Regions from separate parts of the Triticum aestivum genome. Here region 2 is linked to region 1. The links are chromatin contacts, called in public Hi-C maps. All regions are on one chromosome and are shown on one strand. Each heading gives the region's core, a stretch centred on a gene start, on an enhancer-like site or on the middle of the called end of the contact. The rest is flanking DNA. Distances are from core to core; before and after follow the strand shown.

Region 1 (7,691 bases), core at 3,877-6,376:
ATCGCAGGCATGCTCCTTATGGGCAAATTCCAGGACCATTCGCGAAATATCTTGCTGAAAATGGAATTATTGCCCAATATTCAATGCCTGGTGAACCTCAGCAAAATGACGTAGTTGAGCGTCGCAACCGCACTCTTATATATATGGTGCGTAGTATGCTTAGTCACGCAAGCTTACCAAAAGTCTTTGGATGGAGGCATTGAAAACCGCTGCACACATCCTGAATTTTGCTCCAACTAAGTCGGCACCGAGCACACCTTATGAGATGTGGGCGGGAAAGAAACCGAGCTTGAATTACTTGCGTGTGTGGGGTTTCCCAACTGAAGCTAAAGTATTCAATCCACATATTAAGAAGTAGGACCCAAAGACAGTTAGTTGTTTTTTCATTGGGAACCCTCATAGAGGAAAATGATATCGCTTTTATTGCCCAGGTCATACCACTAAGTTTGTGGAAACCAGGCAATCGGTATTTTTTGAGGATAATGAAGTTACTGAGGTTAGGGCGATTGATCTTGAGGAGAAGCGAGTGTATGATTCATCCCCGGCTATCCAAGAGAACTTTATCCCTATGCCTAATATGGACGAGGCACCTACTGGTGACCCCAAACCTGAAGTGGATCCTCAATCCAACGAGGAGCCTCAACATAATGAAGATCCTCAGCATGATGAGGACCCTCAGCCAAATGATGATCCTCAACCCAATGCTAATCCTCAACCTTCTCAAGCAAGAAGAAATGCACATACTAATGAGCCTATGAGAAGATCACAACGGAAAAAAAAGACCATCTCCAGCGATTATGTCACTTTCATGTGAGGATGAAAATGACACACGAAAGGTACAAGATCCGACCTCATAAGTGAAGACCCGTCCAAATGGTTGGTCGCAATGAAAGACAGATTGAAATCTATGAGCTTGAATGATGTTTGGGACTTAGTAGAAGTTCCTGATGGAGCCAAAAGGGTAGGCTGCAAGTGGGTCTACAAAACCAAATATGATTTCAAAGAAAATGGCGAAAGGTTCAAAGCGAGACTTGTAGCAAAAGGTTTTACGCAGAGAGAAGAGATCGATTATAAGGAGGCCTCCTCACCTGCATGAGCCAAAGATTTTTTCAGAATTATGATGGCACTTGTAGCTCATTATGATTTAGAGCTATATCAAATGGACGAGACACCACAGTGGAGCTTCGGGCATCATGAGGCGACGGGTACTGAGCGCGTGGCGCATGGCGACGGCGGCATGTTTCGTGCGGGGTGGACGTGGGTTTGCGTTCCATGCGTTCGGTATTGCACGGTCCAACGGCCAAGGGAGACCCGACCCACTGGTGTGCTAGATGACCTATCTGGTCGAGCCACGGCCAGCGCCTCTTTTTTATTCCTTTTTTTTCGCTTATCAGTTGCAAAGATGGCAAGATGTATTGTGAGTCGGGTCGGGTCTGGGGACAGCTGACTTGAGTGTCAGCTCGTGAGCTGCCAATGGTCACTTCTTTTCTGGAAGCAAGCTCCCAACTGCTCAACAGCCACTTGCTTCTGTTAAAAATGGGGCAGCCGCCTCGGATCGAGCAATCCACCGCAGAAGCAAGAAGGTACTTCCACCGTCCACGCCGTTTGTTATACGCATCCCGCTCGTGATCCCATCACGAGAGGCATAAACCTCTGTTGCTGCACTAAACAATCCATGTCATCTCCCCCTTGTAGCGATGCACTAGCACTAATCTAGTAGTCCCCGGCTGATTAACTACTCACGCTAATCAAAGCAACAAGCGAGCGATGCGGCCTTCACGTGAACCGTGATTGGCACACACACACCCGGTCAAGGGGCGCGCCCGCTGACAGCGCTCTGCTTGCACGCTGTACTCGCGTGGCTGCTCTGCTGTATAGCGCCGTTGGTTTGCATCAGAGATTAAACTATCGTTTGACTAGCTCGTCGTCTGCTTCTTCTATTTTTTGACAAAAAGCTCGTCGCTTGCTTACTACTCAAACCATCTGCTCAGCTGTAACGATACTGTAAATATCGTTGTAGTAGAATGATTAGTCCGCAGAAATGGGGCATCGTTCCGGCGATGTGCACAGAGGACTGGTTCCATTGTAAAAAAAAAACAGAAACTACGAATGAAAAGGGAAGTAGAAAACAGGAGACGAGCCAGTAGGGAAAAAACGACCAGCGTCCACCGTGGGGCTCGAACCCACGCCCACAAGGTTAAGAGCCTTGCGCTCTATCAACTGAGCTAGACGGGCTGGATGTGCAAAATGGAATTTCTTGTTCTCTAATATTATAATTGCCTTCACTCTCTTGCTCAGGCCCACTACGGAGTAGAGTTCTTTAAATCGGACAATGAGTCCATACTTCATTTCGCCACAAACTATTTAGATTCGCACGAAAGTCATAGCTACTACAGGGAAGACCTTTTTTGTGGAAAAGAAACATACAAAGAACTTTTTGTGTGCTTGACCTGTTCCAATCAGAACGACTGCTGGGGTGTGAACTGTGAAGGCCGAAAAGACACGGCAACTGGATCAGCTCATAATCAAAACCTCTACCAAACTATTCTGTAACTGTAATACTGTAATCATGTAAGTACAGTCAAGGTTTTCATTTTCGAGCGAGAAAATTTCAGTCGCCACCAAATCTTTGTTCCCACAACTATCTTCTTCCATTATGCACTCAAATCATCAGAGTGAACACACAATCCAATTCGACACAGATATGTACAACAAAGGTGTTACAAACTGCAACTCTAATCTGTATAGCAATAGCGGCGTAGTATAACACAAGGAATGGCGGGGAGGAACAAAATTCAATCTCAGCTCTTCTAAAACTCGAGCTGAGAATGAGATCGAGAGCAAAAATGGTCACGTATCCATCACGCTGTACGATGTACTGTGCTTACTTAGGACTAGCTAGCTAGGAGAAGGGGACGCCTCGTCGCGCGCGGCGCTATAGCACGAGCCGAACGAAACGGTCACCGGCGTCCGGTGTAGGCACCGGCAGCGGCACCGGCGATGATGACGGCCTGGCCAGCTCGTAATGCCGGTGGATCATGCTGATCAGCGACCGCGCCTTCTTGCAAGTCGCCGGGCTGCCGTCGGCGACGAGCGAGTGCAGCGACCCCATCAGCCCCGGCATCCGGCCCAGCAGGGCGACCACCTTCTCGCCGCCGTGCTGGCACAGCAAGACAAGCAGCCCCACGCAGTGGTCCTTCCCGGAACGAGAGGAAGACGCGGCGAGGAACTCGACGAGGCGGGCGACTAGGCCCGCCCGCGCGAGCACGGCCTGTGCGCCCGCCGGCTGCTCGGCGATCCTCGCCAGCAGCGAGACGGTGTCGCAGGCGAGGTCGCCGTCGCGGTCGCTGGAAAGGAGGCCAGCAAGCACCACCACGGCGCCGGCGGCAACGGCTTTGGCGTGGTTGCTCGGGGATTGGAGCAGACCGTAGAGGCTGACCATGGCGTTCTTCCGGCCGCGGTGCGCGCCGTCCTTGATGAGCCGCACTAGCGTCGGTATGGCCTCCGGGAAGCGGCCGATCTCCTCGGCGTACTCGGCGTTCGACGAGAGGTAGAACAGAATGGCCACGGCGTTCTGCTGCGTCTCGGCCTTGGCGCCGACGTTGACGATGTCGACCACGAGGCCGATGCCTCCGGCCTCCACGAGCGCCGTCCGGCCACCGGGGTGCTTGGAGAGGTTGAGTAGGGACGCCACGGCATTGTCCTGCACGGACGTGTCCATGCAGGAGAGGAGGCACAGCAACCACGGTACGGCATTGGCCTCCACGAAGAGCGCTCGGTAGAACACGCTGTGCTTGGAGAGCTTGCGGGCCTCGGACGTCGCCTTCCTACGCTCCTCCGTCGACCCCGTCGAGAACTGCGCCACGATGTAGCTAACGGCGAGCCGCGCGGCGCCGGTGGCTGACGGACTGAATGTAGCGGCTGAGCCGTCAGCGTCGCCGTGGTGGTGCCTGGAGCTCGTCTCGGGAAGCGAGACGCCGTTGCTGAGCAGCATCCGCTCGATGATCCCGCACAGCGCGGCGTTCGGCACGAGGTCGGCGGTGCGGAGCTTCTCTCCGGTGACTGGGCACGTGCGGCACCCGGCCTTCATCCACCGTGTGATGGACGCGCGGTCGTATGTCTGGCCGGTGGACACGGTCACCGGGTCGATCATGAGTTCCAGTGTGATCGGGCACTGGAGCGCCTCCGGTCTGATCCACTCTGGGCACGTCGCCGGTCGCACCGCCGTCGCATCCGACTGCTTCGAGTCAATGTGATCGAACAGCACCACGCGGCAGTACACCAGGAACGCCATCAAATTGTTGATGAGGACCACCTCGCTGCTGTTCTCGTCGCCGGCGTCGAACCGCACGGAGAGCTCGCCATCTAGGAAAGCGATCTCCTCGGAGCACTGGAACCAGCTTTCGACCCTGATCCGGCGGAGCACCCGCATCACATCATCTGCCTCCGGCGCGACGCCCCTCTTAAAGGTATCCATGATAGACCGTATGCTCCGCACTGCTAGTTTGTCGCCGGCGTCAGGCCGCACCACCGCGCGCCACGCCTGATCCGATACCAGCCGCCCGAGCTCCCCCGACTCGACGGATGCACCGACGATGCTCGTCGGTAGCACATCCATGGCCGCCGCGACGGATCCCAGACACAACCTGAGCTCAGACGCTATGAGTTCAGTGTTCACGAGCATCCACAGGCGGCCCCCTCGACGCGCGCAGTCCGTGAGCAGGAACCTCATCTTCTGCATGGCGACGTGCAGCTCCGTGAGACCGACCACGGCGGAGTGCGACAGCGTCGCTGTCGCGTCCTGGATCTCCTCGAGAAAGGCGAGCAGGAGGCCGGCGAGGCGCACTGCTTGGTGCGTGCCACGGCGGAGCACGGGGAAGGCGCTGGCGTCGCCGGCCCTGCGGCTCGCCACATCGGCCGTGAGCGAGACGAGGGAGGCGAGGAGCGGCTCCGGCGCGATGCCCTCGCACGGGCAGACCGCGGGAAGAGCAAGCGGCCGCCGGCGCTTTGGTTGGCTCCGTGGTGGCGTCGGCGCCGGCATCGTAGATCGACCGACCGGTAGTGGTGCGCTTGGATTAAGGGAAGTAGTGTGGAAGTAAGCTCAAGAGAGATTAAGAGGTGGGCTGTAATTCGTAGTGAGAGGATACCGAGAGCCGCATACTTATAGAGGAGCGTGAACACGTGTTACCAGACAGGGAGCACTCGCCTGGGATGCCGACGCGTGGCAGGATCGACACGTGGAGCCCGACGACACCAGTGGATAGGAACGCGAGAAAGCGAGATGAGAAGCGGCATGGCAGCTTCTTCGTCTGTAGCTCCATGATGATGATGATGCACCTATATCACTATTATATTGGACTTTCTTATTACGCATTTGGGCTATGGCTTTGATGCATGCATGTCCGGATGGATAGATTGCCGACGGGGCTGGCGAGTGAGACGAGGGCATGTGTGGTGCGGTACGTGAGCACGTACATGGGATGCAAATCTTTAGGTTCAGACGAGCAAAAGTAAGATGGATTCCTTGTACTTGTTTACAAGTAAGTAACCTAGCTTGGTGAACGAAGAAGAGTTGAAACTTAGAAGCAAACCCTCTTCATCGGGGTGGGCGGCTTTGGTCGGCCGGGCAACCTCATTTGGTCTACGCAACTGACGCATGCAGCAGAAGAAGGAAGATGGTACAGTCGTGCTCGTTTCGCCATGGTCATGGAGATCGTAAGCTCTAGCTGCGCTCGGGTAGACGTACGTACGGCCTGGCCCACCAGACCGCTCCATGCACACCTGGCATATTAGTATGTCGCGTGCGACGCATTGCAGTCTTCGACCCGCCAGCCGCCAAGGGGATATACTTTGGGCGATTGCTGGGCCCACCTGGCCGACATAGAAGCCGCGAGGCAGCTCGCCGCCGAACACCGAGCAGCGACCGCACGCTCATCCCCTGGCCTCCGCCAAGGCTTGGAGATTCGCGCGTGCGCTCTACTCCGTCGCCTACTGAACGGGAAGGAGGCGCGTAAGTAAGTTGTTGATCGGTAGTAATCCGCTATTTGGCGACGTGGACACGAGTTGATTAGTTTATTTGGTAACCTGGCGTGGAAGATCCGCCTACGTGTCGGCCGTGGGGACACGCGTTGAGTCTTGATTGTGCCAAACTTTGTGCCGCAACTAGATACGTACGTCCAGGAGGCTGCGGACTTGCAGTGCAGCAGCCATTAACAGCGGTCCCACACGGCAGCATGATTGATTTTGTCAAGATCCTTGGGATCGGCCCGTGGAAGCGGTCAAGCGCAGAGGAGGGAGTGCGTCCCTGTCAGACGTGGCGAAGGGGACAGGATACCGTTTGGCGCCTCACTGATCCACAACTGCGTATACTATCTCTACTTCTATGAAAATCTGAATTGGTAATAATGATGTGCCTGCCATTTTGCGTTTCGGATCGTCGGATCTGCATCCGACGCACAACACAAAGCAATCTGTGCAATTTTACAGAAAGACGCCCGCTTCACTTCACACATTTGCAGATAGCCCCTCCAAGTCCCATCTCTCCCGTTCAGCACTGGCGCCCCCAACTCATCAAAATCCATCTGAAAAAGAAGGCGCTGGAAGAACCACCGATCTCGCTCGATGTCACTGGAATCGATCTCGCTCGATGGCAGTTGTCGGCGCCATCCACCCCCAAGCCTCTCACGCCTGCTCTCATCAGCCCCAGCGCTCACCACCACCGCAAAATCCCGTCCTCCCCGCCATCTCCTCCGCCCCCTTTTGCCCGTCTCCTCTGGCGCCGAGCTCGGCAAACACATACGCCGCCGACGCCGCCCGTCCGCCGACTCGTCATCCTCTTGTGCCGCAGCACAACCGCCCAGCATCTCCACCACGACGCCCTCTTCCGCGTCATCCCCTACACCCCCTCCCCCATCTCCTGCGGTTCCAATGCCCGGAAGTGCGCCGCTGCCGCCGCCGTACCCTGACGCCTCTCTTGCTTCCTCCCTTTCTTGTTGCAGTAGCCCCACCACGCACCGGCACCACATCATCCTCCTCATCGCCATCTCTTCCGCCCGCTCCCCGTATCCTCCGCCGTCAACCTTCAAAGTACGCCGCTGGCTGCACCGCCACCTACTGCTGCCCGCCGGAGGATTTCGGCTGGTGGCGAACTACTCGTTCCCGGCAGTGCCGGTGCCAACTACCTCAAGCCACTGTGTTTGTTCCCAAATCCCAACCACGTTCATCCCTCCATAAGTTTTGTGTTTCTCTGTCAGACCCAAAGAAGTTTGTCATTGTTTTGGAGCAGAGATGTGTGATTTGTGCAGCTATGTGATTGAAACCATTGCCTCTCCTAAATATGTTTAAAAACTAATTGGTTGTGGATCTGCGAAGTACCTCGAGAACTGCAGATTTATCCTTGGGGAAATTACTGAGAACCATCCCCTCGGGTTGTTACTAGATTTTTTATTCAATATTCAGATTTTTTTCCATTGTGATCTGTGTCAGATTTATTGCTCAAGGAAAATGGAGCAGTGTAATCAAGCATTGCTAAACAGAATTACTGTACACACGACAGTTGTTGGCCGAACTCTGGACGATTGAAGAATTGAATGGTGTTGTTTACCTTTGCTCTACGCATCGATGGCTTGATGCGCTGCATCATCTGAAGATCGTCCAGAACCCGTCGGCTGTGTAGTAGCGCTCTTGCTAAA
Region 2 (7,691 bases), core at 2,519-5,018, 220 kb before region 1:
TGATTTTTTTTTCAAAACTGATGAACCTTTTTCGGAATGGATAAAATTTCTTTAAATTAGATGAACTTTTCTCCATGTTGATGAACGTTTTTCAAAATTCCTGAACTTTTTATCATTCGCAATTTTTTCTTTTTGGCGATTTTTTTCTTTTAATATGCTAAATGCGGTCGAGCCAACCAGAAAAAAAAAGAGCAATGTCTACATGGCCCGGACCATCGGCGTTGGCGCGTGGGCGCCTGAAGGGAGGTGTTGCTGGGCCGGCCCAGTAACCACGTGCAGTATCATGCTGATGTCAACCATGTTTTTTCGTTTTTCTTCACATTTTTTTTATTTTTGCATTATTTTTAGTATTTTTTATATGTCCAAATATTCTGACTATATTATATATAGGCTAAAAAACATAATTTACATAAAATTATGAAAATGTTAATCATGCATTTGATAATATTAAATGTGTATAAAACTATGTTAATCATGTGTATGAAAAATGTTTGTAACATATAAAAAATATCACGCGTTTCAAAATGTATGTGACATTTGAAAAATGTTTACACAATGTAAAGAAAGTTTGAGTAATTCAAACAATATATTTAATACATTCAATAAAATGTACGTTATATTTTTGAATAAACAAATCATGATTTTCATAAATATATCTCTGATATTTTCCTAAAAAGTGTTTACAATGTAAAAACGATGTTTGAGTAATATAAGAAAAAATATTTCATACCACTAAAAAATGTACATGGCATTTCAGAGAAAAATTCTAAAGATTCAAAAATATATTGGTGACATTTTAAAAATTGTTTGTACAAATTAAAAAATGTTTCCGTAGGTTAAAAGAATATGTATTTCAATTACGAAAGTTTATTTGACATTTTAGAAAAATATTCACATGCTTCAAAAATGTTTATGAATTTGTTTAAATGTACGGATAGTCTAGAAAATGTTAATTATTATTACAAAATGTGAAACGTGGATTTGGAAAATATTACCGTGTATTCAAAAAAGTGTTCAACACATGAATTTTAAAAAAAGTACATCATGTACATGAAAAATGCCAAAAAAATATTTCGCGTGTGCGCTAAAACTGTACATTGTGTACTGCAGAAAAAGTAGACACATATTAAAAAAGAAAACAAGTAAAACCGAAAAGAAACAAAGAGAAAAGCAAAGTAAAACCAAAAGTATACAAAGAAAACCGAGAAAGGAATTAAAGAAACGAAATTTCTTTTCTGAGCCTGTGGTCAGATGATCCTGTTATCTGGGCCATTCATTCGTCCCATGATTTGCGCCATAGTTAGTGTTATTTCTCGTATGACACAGACGTATTGGTGTAAATTTTAACCTGGGGCGGAGTACTTACTGCGGTAGGTGAGCTTTTTTTTAGGAAAAAGTCTTCATGGCTAGCTATTTTAAAATTAGATAACGCTTACATCATTTGCTAAATATTCAAGAATAAATATAGGAGGTGAGTCCAACCACAAGTTTGGTGGATCAACACGTCCATTAAGAGGATGAATAGGGCATGGGAGGCGGCAGGGCATTGTGTCCAAAGTGGGCCGGTCCCTCTCCCATGATCTACTCGTCCTCGCTGGAGACCGCACCTTCACTTACAGGTCTTGAACCCCGTTCATGGAGATGGCAGATGGAGGACGTGGTCGCCGATGTGGAATACAGCGGAAGTGGACGCCGACCGCCAGCGTAGGGTAGGTTTAGGGTTGGATCGCTTTTTTTGTTCTAAATGTTTGAAATGTAATGAAATCCGCCGTGTTAGCATGCATCTCGTCTGGTTTGTATGAAAATCCGCCATGTTTGCATTAATTTCCTCCGGTTAGTTGAGAAGTTGTTTTGAAATGTATGCGGGCAGCATTGGATGGCCACCTTGGGCATCGGTGTCCGCTAACTACCCCCTGTCCGCGCATGGATGTCGGAGCAAATTTGTGGATCATCGTTGGAGATGCCCTGAGCACTCTGCTTTTATTTAGGTGACTAAGCGATATGCTTTCCTCTAAAAGAAATACTAATCGCTTTCCTAGGTGAAAAAAGAATCAGTGTGATTTTTTTAAATAAAAACACCGAACTGATTAGCAAAAATGTTAGCACGGCAGGAGAAGGGTAAAATACATGTACTGTGACGAACGAGAATTGCAGCATCGTACTGCAATCGTGTGACTAACCATGTACTTAGGGACACGCAAAAGGATAAGAAAGAATCTAAAGAAAAACTCAGAGAACATGGTCTTTCTTGCAAAGATCTTATTATTGAGAAGATAAATAAACCCCAACTATCAGTCACCAATGTACCGAGAATCACAACATCAGTGAAGAGATTATTACTACAAAATTCAGCTGTGTAGAACACAATGTCAGTGTCACTGCACAGGTGCCCTACGAAACCAATTAAAATATCCTAGTAATAATGAAATTAAAAGGACGTGGTCTTTCTAAATCAATCGTGATTGCCTACACCTAATCCACCGATCAGTTATAGACAGGCGTCGTCGTCGTCAGGGGTCAGCAATACACGCGACGACGACAAGCGGCGGCGCGCGCATGCATGCAGCGGCGGCGTTCTCAAAAAAGGACGCCCACGCCGTGCACGGCCGCGCGCTCCGATGCGCGCGCGGCAGCCACGACCGGCGACTCCGCGCGCACCTGGCTACTTCTTCTCCGCGGCCAGCGACTCCGTGAACCGGGTGAGGTCCCTGTTCACCAGCGCGTTCGACCTGACGGCGGCGTCCTTGGCGATGGTGTCCACCAGCGCCCTCGGCACCAGGCACTTGCCCTCGGCGGCCAGCCGCTCCTGCATGCCGCCGCACACGAGCAGCGCGTGCATGTGCTCCTGCGCCATGGCCGGCACCTTCTCGTCCTGAAAAAGAAAACGAGAATTCTTAACACAATTGACACTGCATTGAACGAGAGGGATTGATCAACATTGATCAAGGTACGTTTGTAATGCCGTGGCCGTGTTAATTACCTCGATGTTGTTCAGGAGGGTGAGCATGCCGACCTGGGCCTGGAGGAGCTTCACGTGGCGCGCGGCCTCCTGCAGCATCTCGGCGGTGTTGAGCTTGTGGCCACCGGGGATGAGGCGCGACAGCTCCGCCGTCTTCTCGCTTATCCGCCTCCGGCGCTCCCTCGCCGCGGCGCTCTGCGACGACCCGTTGCCCGCGGCCTGCAGCTTCTTGGCGTCGGCTCCGCGCACGAACGGCGGGTACACCTGCGGCGGCGGAGGCGGGGGCGGGGGCAGTGGCAGCACGAACTCGGGGAGGAACTCCGGCACCTGCTGCGTGCAGGCATTGTCCCACTTCTGGGCGAGGCTTCCGTCCGCCGCCGTGAAGTCGAACCACGAGTCCTCCTCCAAGCCCGCCGCGCGCGGCTTCTTGGCGCAGCGCTGCTGGCCGCCGTCCTCGTCGTCCTCGTCGTCGTCGTAGGGCGGGATGTTGAGGAACTCGTCGAGGCCGGCGTTGACGGCGGGGTCGAGCGGGTCGTAGACGAAGCCCAGGAGCGCGTCGCCGACGTCGGGATGGACGTCCTGCAGGAAGCTGACGTCCCGGTCGGCGCCGTCATGGAAGCAGTGGAACAGCGGGCGCGCGGTGGGTGTCGGGCGGAAGCTGAGCGGGGCCATGGACATCGGGGCGTGGTTGCTTGCTATCTTTGCTAATGCTGCGCGCTGCTGGTGTCTCGCTGCAGAGCTCAACCGCCCTGGGACGGGGTCAAGCGAGGTGGAGGAGGTGGAGGTGGAGGCGGCGGCTCAACTTGAGTTTGCTGGGGTGGGTCTTAACACAGAGGCAAGCGCAGTGATTAGTGGTGGTCTTAACGATTGCTTCGCGCGGTAACCGCCCCTTGAAAGCCGGGGACGCCGGGGCGGCGCCACCCACTCGCTCCTCATTAACCGCCATGCCATTCTCTCCCGCGGTTATGGCTTTTTCATCTCATCCCTCCCTTTTTTTTTAATTCCACACAGTGCTGAGCGCCCCTATTTAACAAAAGAATTTTGTTTAGATGCTCAGGCATTGCATTTACAATGGCCAACATTATTACTGATTGATGCAATAATCACCTAATTAATTCTCGCTAATACACGCAGGCATTGCATGCTAGTATTGCTCAGTAATGGAGTCTGAACTGTGAATGTATATCGAGAATAAGGCGCAGGAATTACAGTCCGTATTCTATATTTAGTCGAGATGACCAACACTTTTTTTTCGGTGCAAAAATGTGTACGTGTCGGCACCTTTCCTGGAAAATGGAGGACTGGATTGCAAAGAAGAAGAGAATAGAGGAGCCAATCAGGCCGGTTACCGCGTAATATGCCACGTCGTTCTGTGGCTAAAAAAAGCTATTTTCCCTCCATTTTTCCTCTTCTATGTTCCAGTAATTGTTGTCTTGGATTCTCTTAAGCGGTTAAAACGTCCCACTAAATCGTAGTTCCTGCGGGTCCCACCCCTCCATCATTCTCTGTAACCGCCATCCCCCCGCCTCTCTCTCTCTCTCTCTCTCTCTCTCTCTCTCTCTCTCTCTCTCTGAGACGTGGCCACCCTGACGGAGGGGCTGAGAGCACGGGCGCCGCACCGTGATCCAAAACCAACTCCTGGTTCCTTCTTTCTCTTTTTTTAGCAATGGTTCCTTTTTTTTCATGTGAACAATAATCCTGGTGGGTTAGTACATCTGACATCTCATGTGGGCCGTAGCCCACTTGGGCTAGTAGGCCTAAGAACAAGATGCAGTCCTACTATGGACCAATATGGGCTCCCGAAGCGGACGGACAGATCCCAAAATCACGGGGAGCAACACCCCGGGTCATTCTCGAAAAAGAAAAACCAAAGCGGGTTACTTTAAAATAATAATAACCTAACCAAAGGGAATTCTAGAAACACCAGCGAACTATTTTCTGGTGCGGAGCACTCCAGTCTCCAGCGCCGCCCTGTGGCTTGTGTTGGGTGCTTCTTCCATTCAAAATGTTTCTTTTTTTTCTTCCATTTTTTTGTTATTGTTTTTTTGTTTTTTGGGATTTATTCTTTGTGTGAAGCATAGTTGTGCTTCCTGCGTGTAAGCCCAAATGTGCTTTCACAAGTTGTTCTTCTGTGCTTTCCTAAAAAGTTGAAGAAGAAATGTGCGTCTGTGTGAACTACAATTGTGCTTCCGTCATTTTTTTGTTTGTTTTTTTTGGTTTTATGTTTTCTCGATCTTTGGTTTTTTTGGATTTTCGTTTTTTCTCAGTTTTCTAACACTTTTCCTCCCGCTTTTTTGGGCATCTGCTTTTTGTTTTAGATTTTATTTTGTTTTCCGCGTATAAGATAGAGTAGTGCTTCTCGCGTGAAAGCCCGACTATCTTTCCACAAAAAGTGAAGCACAACGGTGCTTTCGCGTGAAGCACAAAAACTGTGTTTATGTTATTCCTCCCAAAAGTGAAGCACACATGTGCCTCTATGTTTACCCAAAAGTGAAGTAAAGGTGTTCTTCCGTGTGAAGCACACGCCTCACAAGTCAGTAGTTTTGTAACAGAAACACAAGTTAGTTTACTTGAGAGCACGGATCCTATATACCTAAGAGAGTCGTCTCCGCTAACTTATTTATCTCAATATGCAAGCATGTCACCTAATAATTATGAATGGGATAAGCCCCCTCAACATGCAATCATGCATGAAAAAGACCCACCATAACATTCAACCATGCATGGGAAAATATTTTCCATTCAGTTATTCTACCTATATTCAATAAATTTTGTTACAACTATACATAATCAGATATAATGAGTCATATGTACTTTTCATTTCGATTCTCCTGTTATCAACATAAAATTTCATCAACCAATTCTCGTAGCAATGGCGGGGTATCCTCTAGTTATTATAGTTTAGAAGCACAAGTTACTACTAGTTGGAAGCACAAATTTACCCAAAAAAGTTCATCCAAACCAATCAACATGGGATACAGTTTCAAAGATTTCAACATGAGAAACACAAGAGTAAAGCTGTTCATGATCTGGACTCGCAGTTTAAGAGATTAAATATTTGGAAACAAACAAATCTATAAAAAAGACACAAACAAAACCACCAATGCCTCTCGTATGCGGAGGAAAATCCCACCAAAACTCTCAGGTAGCAACAAATGTCACACATATAGCGCTCCATTGGTCGCCACCAGAGAAGATCGGAGTGACCTTTGCAAAGCATACCCCATAATTAGTGAAATTTACATTCATGAAAGCTTCAAGTTTGGAGAGGACCTCTACAAAGACTTCCTAATTGGCGCCAGCTAAGGTAAAGGGTGCTCATGCGCTAGAGTATTTGGGCCAGCCCGGTTGCTGTTTTTTAAAATCATTTAATTGGCGCCCATATCGCGTTGACCATTGACAGGCCGACCAATGACCGTGGACCATTGAACAAGGAGAGTTTATGTTAACTTTATTTTTAAAATATACACACAAAATAAAATGTTAACTCGAAAAAATTCAAGACTTGGAGAGTTCGTAAATTGAAAACAGATCACAAAAATGATTAAAAAAAAGTTCACGAAATAAAAAATATAACTTAAAAAATATTTATAATTTGGAAAAAGTTCACGAATTTGTAAAACATTCGCGGTTTTATAAAAAATTTCACAAAAAATCCAAACAGTTCGCTGCTTAATAAAAGTTCATAATTTGGAAAATGTTCACAAAAATTAAAAAAATAATTGATTTTTCTAAAATTTTGAAAAATTAAAAGAAGTGCAAATTTTGAAACTTCCTGAATTTGCAGAAAAGTTTGAATTTGGAATACATCACGTATTTAAAAAATAAAGAAAATTAAAAACAAAAAGTAAACCAAAAGAAAATGATAAATAAAAAACCAGGTAAAACCCATGTCAGGAATAAACGCTATAAAACACCCAGAAAAATGGCGCGGAAACAAAGGGTTGAGAGAAAACTTTACATGCCCGGCACATTTGTCACGTAGTGTTAGGAGCGGTGTGCGCCAATTAACGAAATTGTCTAAAACTGGTGTTTAAGGTACCAAATAGGATCTATGTTCTATACATTGCTTCATGAACTCGGAAAAAAGTTCATCAATTTTTGATAAAAGATCATCAATCTAAAAAAACGTCCATTGTTTTTTATCCCCCCCCCCTCCGCACGCAAAAAGATGTCATCAAATTGGAAATAAGTTTGTGTATTTAAAAATTTAAAAGTAAAGAATGCAAAATAGAAAAATAAATAAAAAGGAAAAATAGAAAATAAAGAAGAAAAAAACCAAACAAGACCTGTCAGGGAAAAATGATAAAATTAAAAAAATAAAGGAAAAAACGGCTATGCTTCCCAAAACCTGGAAGAGGTCTCTCCCGTTGCACCCTTAGATTGGCCGGCCTAGGTAAGAGAGTTAACGTAAAGCACGTTAATGGGCGCTGAAGGCGAAGAATAGGGAATACCCATGTTCAGATTTCTTGTTCGCTGCTAGTTTAGGGTACTTGCTCAGGAAAAACCAATAGTTGCTGGTACAGAGTCAAAAATTGACTCCCTTTTTTATGGATTCAAAAATGCATACACTTGAAAGTAGTTCGTGGGTTTTAACAAGTTCATGCATTTTGAATAAGATCTTAAGTTAGAGAAAAGTTCATGAATTTACAAAAAAATTATGAATTTGAAAAAAAATCATACATTTGAAAAAGAAAAAAAAACGAAAAAGAAAACCAGATGAGAAGATATA

The links. A called contact is a pair of places that touch in the nucleus more often than the background predicts.
Region 2: a contact with region 1 is called in a Hi-C map of leaf, with 3 times the contacts expected there. The contact joins the promoter of LOC123124756 here to the promoter of LOC123121415 in region 1. A contact is called at or near these places in 3 of 5 Hi-C or Micro-C datasets (all in leaf).

The regions. Positions count from the first base shown.
Region 1 is chr5D:313,067,900-313,075,590 of IWGSC CS RefSeq v2.1, reverse strand. LOC123121415 (U-box domain-containing protein 19) reads right to left here and starts at 5,126. Exons shown (of 1, transcript XM_044541380.1): 1 at 2,698-5,126. The coding sequence starts at 5,041. The coding sequence ends at 2,936. TRNAK-CUU (transfer RNA lysine (anticodon CUU)) reads right to left here and starts at 2,235; the gene lies at 2,163-2,235.
Region 2 is chr5D:313,289,895-313,297,585 of IWGSC CS RefSeq v2.1, reverse strand. LOC123124756 reads right to left here and starts at 3,768. Exons shown (of 2, transcript XM_044545316.1): 1 at 2,981-3,768; 2 at 2,291-2,872. The coding sequence starts at 3,637. The coding sequence ends at 2,663.